Regions from separate parts of the Gossypium hirsutum genome. Here region 1 is linked to region 2. Evidence: chromatin contacts called from public Hi-C data. All regions are on one chromosome and are shown on one strand. Each heading gives the region's core, a stretch centred on a gene start, on an enhancer-like site or on the middle of the called end of the contact. The rest is flanking DNA. Distances are from core to core; before and after follow the strand shown. Region 1 has its middle 4.6 kb from the start of LOC107951305. Region 2 has its middle 22 kb from the start of LOC107952550.

The links. A called contact is a pair of places that touch in the nucleus more often than the background predicts.
Region 1: a contact with region 2 is called in a Hi-C map of leaf, with 2.4 times the contacts expected there. The contact joins two enhancer-like sites. A contact is called at or near these places in 4 of 34 Hi-C or Micro-C datasets (leaf and seedling).

The regions. Positions count from the first base shown.
Region 1 is chrA12:84,432,565-84,435,564 of Gossypium_hirsutum_v2.1, reverse strand. No RefSeq gene overlaps it. Among protein-coding and RNA genes, the nearest start is that of LOC107951305, 4.6 kb to the left of the region's middle. Within about 2 kb of position 1,519, at least 3 of the 9 cell types and tissues checked have an H3K27ac peak or open chromatin away from gene starts, as enhancers often do. A contact at or near this core is called in leaf, where this site is marked.
Region 2 is chrA12:84,297,101-84,300,172 of Gossypium_hirsutum_v2.1, reverse strand. No RefSeq gene overlaps it. Among protein-coding and RNA genes, the nearest start is that of LOC107952550, 22 kb to the right of the region's middle. Within about 2 kb of position 1,557, at least 2 of the 9 cell types and tissues checked have an H3K27ac peak or open chromatin away from gene starts, as enhancers often do. A contact at or near this core is called in leaf, where this site is marked.

The DNA.
Region 1 (3,000 bases), core at 270-2,769, 140 kb before region 2:
TGAATCATTATAGGTCATTGGATACAATGACTTTTGTGAAGTGTGAAGCACATTTGAGCTCATCTTTTCAAAAATAAAGAGAAAAAGCCATTTCAATCTTTTAGGTAACATCCTAACATGGGGCACATTTGATTGCTAGATTCTGTCAATATTTATGCTTAGCATATAATCTCTTCACCTTTTTTTCCTATAGTAGTATGAGTTAATTTCATTGGATAATTTGAATATAACAAGATAAAAAAAAGAAAGTATTGTCAATAGAATTTAGAAAGATTAATGTTACACAGTTTGATAATACGATCGTGTGATAAATTTTGATTAATTGTACTTTTGACCCACATAGTCACAGTGAATTACACGGTTTGTTCGCACAGTCGTGTGATCCTAGTTTCACACAGTCTCAACCTTTCACATGGTCAGAGAACACGGCCGTGTGACTCCTGTTTACAAAATTTTCTTATCTTTTTGTATTTGCTTCAAATTGATCCCTTATTAATACCGGGTTAATCTAAAGCTTTCGTAAGCTCGACTTAAACCTAAATTTGGTTGTATCGCATGTTATATTTCTTGATCATATTTGACAAATTGATATTGAACTAAAATTTTGAGTTTTGAATTGCATGTAAATATTTCATAATTGTCTATAGCACTCTATTACTCGGATTTGGTGACTGGACCAGGTAAGGGGTGTTATATTTAGTGTAACATTGTTAGATTTAAGTTATTTAAGTAGAAAATATATACACCTTTACAATTTGATTTACATTTTTTTAATGGTAACTCAAATCTAAAGTAAAAATATTTAAAATATTAAAACTGAGTTTGACCCATATTTTAAATGGACTTAGTTTTTTTGTTTAATCTAATATTTTAATTTTGATATTTTTGTCTAGCTATCATGTGGGGGCGAAGCTAAATTTTTTTTTCCTAGGGGACCAGAATTGAATTGTATAATTTTATGAGAACTAAAATGTAATTTTACAATTTCAATAATTTATATTTTTATAATTTTTAAAAAATTAAATAAACATTTTATCAATTGAAAGTTCAAAGTACAATTGAGGAAACTTGAATTTCCCATATTTGGGAGTGGAGCCCCTACCACCGCACCAGCTGTCATGTAATGGCCAAACTTGATCGATATTGATACTTTATAAACTTAAATTGAAACATTTTGAAATTCCAACAATAATCTACCGTAAAATTAACTCAAATCATTATCATTATTTTGCCTGGTGGAGGGAAAAAAGAAAAGTAGAAAATGACATCCTTTCAATCATATTTGCTAAGATGATGAAAAAAAGTGAAAAAAAAGTTTTGAGTAGGCCCTTTTGTCAATGGCCTAACTATTGTTTGCCCTACATATCAGTAAAAGCTTTGGGCAAACAGTGAAACTACCAGATACCATATGAAGTTTCTTTGTGTCAACGACAAAAGCAGACCCCTCATCCGACATTTCACAGTTGAGCTACACGTGGGTTTTTCTAGATCTCCATGTTTATTGACCCATTATACCTGTCGGCCCAAATAATTAATTTGGGCTCTTTTGCTTGTCTTACAGGTTGTTATTATCAAATGGGGCATCCTCATAGCCTTTAATCCTATTGGCATGGTTTTAAAAGTTGATGGTACATTTTTGTTTTGGTCATGGGAGGCCCATAAACATCATCTTCATCATGTCTGTGTTATATAACAAAAATCTTTGGACAATACATATAGACTTTTCGTAGGTATCCTTTGTAACTTGTTTAATGAGTAAATCTAAGCATTAACTGCCATATCAAATCTCAATTATCGTGCCTTATTTAAAATGATTCAAGCATATCATAATGTCACTCTACTTAAGCCTATAGCATCATGTTCTTTTTCAATTGATCACATGTTCAATAGGTTTTTTAACCTTTCTTTTGGTTTTCTTTGTCCGTTCTTTTTTATTCTCATATTTTTTTCTCTGTTATTATATTGATTTGTTTCTGAGAATCAAACATGACCACTTACCACAAACCCGTCAAAAACAACTTGACACATAATACCTTAAGATAGAGGACGACAAATATATAAGGCCTGCAGCATAAGAAGCAACCCAAGCAAACCTACAATCCTCACTTTTCTCCCATTCAATCCTAAGGCTCTCTCTATTCTCCTTCTCATCACCACTCTAATCATCTTATTCGACGATTCTTTATCTTTATATCAATAGTATAAATAGTGAATAAGGAGTTAGATGGTAGCCTATCTCTTCAATCCTCCTAATAACTTAAATGCAACACAACAGATTAGTCAAAATGTAGATCCTAATTCTACCAAGTGCCACACACCTGCACTTAAATATGTACACACAATGTATATTTAGCAATCCCTATTTGTTATTATCAATATAGTATTTTAACAACATAGTTATCATTATCATCATAATGCAAATAGAATATAATTAACCATCCAACCTAAAGTTAGAGTGACCCAAAATAATTGTCAAACTTGCAAGTTAATATTTGATACATGATACATTGACAATGTATTTTTCTATTCTACAGGTAGTCTTCAAAAATTGTCATATATCTTTTTTTTTAATATTTATTTTTTTAAATATATTCATACTTAATTAGAGACCAAAATAAATCTAAACATGACCTATATATAATGAATCTTAAACCCTAAAAAATAGGATAAAAAACCAACAAATAATATTTGTTCTTGATACTCAAACTTGAATCATCAAAACTACCCTACTTTTTGTTTGTTAATCCACATAACACCTTCACATTTTGATCACATTGTTATTATTTTTTTCATACAAACATCATAAATGTATCAACTTTGTTCATTGAATTAGCTCTTTCAATTATTGTTTATGGAATATTATTAAAATATGAGTCATCTCATGATTATGGGGCAGGCAAAAATGAAACACACCTACTAATTAAATTGACAGTTAATAAATAAGGCGTGTAGGTCCATTACCAACCTTTCGCTTTGCTTTGCATGTACTAGTAGTGGAGT
Region 2 (3,072 bases), core at 308-2,807:
AATAAGTATCAATATTGATATTAGACTTGCATAAAATCTTTTTTAAATATTTAAAAACATTTTAGCATTAATTCAAAAATATTTAGATAAGTTAGAACATTTTTGAAACAATTTTTTTAAGTGTTTTGCTAGCCTTTGAAATGCTTTGAAAATATTTGATCACCAAATGACCTAATTAATAAAATTGATCTTAAATGTTTGATCACCAATGCATTCTTTGTTGTAGGGGTTATGAAAATAGGAATCATCTCTCTTTTTTTTTTAGTGTAATTTTCCTAAGAAAGTTTAGTGTGAAGTAGTGATTGCTTGGTGTGCTTATATTTACTTGATTTGGAGCTGGGAGAAGAATAGAAGGCAGTTTTTATTGACTAGGGTATTATAGAGTAATTGCATTGTATAAAGGGGTGAAACCAAAAAACATTTTGGGGGGCCACATGAAATTTTAGTTTTTAATAGTTTATATATTTATAATTTTTAAAGGATTAAATTAAATTTTTATAATTTTTAGAGGTTCAAAGTACAATTTTACCTTTATTAATTTAAATTTTAAAAAAAATATAAAAGACCTAAATAGAAATTTTCTATTTTAGGGCATCGGGGCACTTAGATTAGGGTCTGATTGAGTAGGATATAAGCAGATCCGTTTTTCTTTTGCAAATTGATTTTTGTAGCAGACCTATGCTTCTTTTGTATATTAAACATATAGATGTAGATTATACACAGCTTCAACATCTAAATATCACTTTTTTTTTGAAAAAACTGAAAATTAAAAATTAAAATGATATTTAAAATATCTTAATTTATTGAATTAAATATATAATAAAGAAAAATTACAAAAAAAACATGATTATTTATATTAAGGAAAATTAAAAGATTAGTTTATCCTTAAATTATATTAATATTATATTGAATATTAGGGTGGGTTTAGATGGGCGGTGATGTACAGTGTGGTGTGTTTAACTTACTTTTTGTCTTATACTACAGTATCGTTATAGTATCTAATCTCACCATCACTACTGTTTTTACACTAACTGCAAATAAACGCATCGCTCATCCAAATCCATCTTCATCGGTCGTCCAAACCCGGAAATGTTCCTAAGAAATTAACTGGCAAATTATAATAACCTAATTGTGTAAACGAGCCTTACAGGATTTTCCACCATTTTCAGGCGAAACAAATAGAAAGAATACCAGAGAAACAATACTGATTATTAAAACAGTGCAGTAATTGTCGTGTCCTTTAGTAGGAAATAAAGATTCTATGCTTCTCTTTACTCTTTGCCTGTAAATTCCAAAGAAAAATGGAACATAACAAAAGGAAACGGAAATGGAAAAGAGATTCGATTGTTGACCTAAAAACACAAGTTGCAAATAATACACAGGCGACAAAAGGGACAGACATTATCAAAGTGTCACTCTCAGTTTAATACTTTGAAATAACCTTAGTTTATGTCTTGTTAAACTTCCAAGTCTTATGGGGGCACGTGGTTGGCTAACACAGTGTCAAAGATGGGGGCACGTGGTCGGCTAACACAGTGTCAAAGTTCTCTCCACCTTTCGATCAATGAACCAGCAGTTGACGTTTGACAAAAAATTACTGAAGTGGAGAATGGGATGCTAATGTTGTTCCCTTCATATTCGTTGCCGTAAAGACAAGTGGGATATTGAAAATCTTTACCTTAGTTTTCTAGGGTCTGTTTGTTGCTGCCTTGAACACGAAATCATTGAACAATGTGCCATTATAATTTGTTTTGTATTGTCACGATTAATAAGACAAGTGACATAGACTAAGTCAACGATTATGTTATGTAATGCTTATGAGGCTTATGCAATGGATAACCAAATGACTTAGGGTAAAAAAGAGGTCCGACTCACACACATCACAAATCCACATGCATGTTGTAAGTAGGATACCCGGCCCGACCCGTTTCTTTTTTGTGACGAGAATGAGATAAAGATGGTGACAATGTCGAGAACAACATATAAAACAAAAAATAATGGTGTTGTGTCTCTCAACCGTGAAGAAAACATTAAATGAGAATAATAGTGTAGATTTTTGTTTAGTCTATAAGTCTAGTTTCGAGGCATCTTTATGGTAGAGAGGCCCAAGCGTTGAAAAGAGATCTCTTTCTGTCCCAAACAAATAAAATTTTAGGGTTAATTCCATCCAAAATTTCTAAACTTTCGTCGAGATTTTCAACAATTGTAGTTAAGCCCTGTGTTAAATGTTGTTGTGAATATGAAAGTAAATAGTAATTAAAAAATACCGAACAAATTGAAAATTCATATGGTATTAATTGCATAGACAATTTAAAGTTTAAGAGTGTTTCATATGCTTAACCATTAGTTTAGGTGATAAATGTCACTTGAATTTGTCAGGGTCATATTTAAAACAATGAGCCAATTTGTAAAATGTGTTATTATTATATGGATAGAAGTGTCGATAAATTTTAGAGAGTTATTTTTTTTAATATGTTATATTCAAGTTGTACATACAGTAGGTACAAATATATTTATAATTTAATCCACATGTTTTAAATATGATCGGTATCATATCTGAAATGATATTTAACATCTAAATTGACAGTTATTCGATGGAAAATTTCATTGATATAAAACTGATATTTCAAGAGCTATATTATATTTATATTTACATAATTTAGTAAATAATCCAAAAATAACATACAATAATTTGATTTACCGCAATTTTTTCACTTGATTTCTTTGTTGAAAATTGTCCCAATTTTGTCAAGTACGTGAAAAAAATAGTTAAAAAAAATTTATTGTTATTGATTAATTAAAAATAATTAAAAAAAAACCTTATCTGGTCTTCTTTTGGTATACATGGTAAAGTCGACAAAGGATTATATAATAAATTTTGGGCTCCACTTTCTTTGGCCAATACATTATATTAAACTCCAGCTATTGAATAAACCATTTGATTAATAATGTAAAAGCATAAGTGGCTAGAATTACAGGGAATGGGTTTACCGACGGTATGGTACGTGATTATGGAAAAAATTGGATCTTAGAGTTTAATTAATATTTAGGTTGATATACACATTTTGAAGT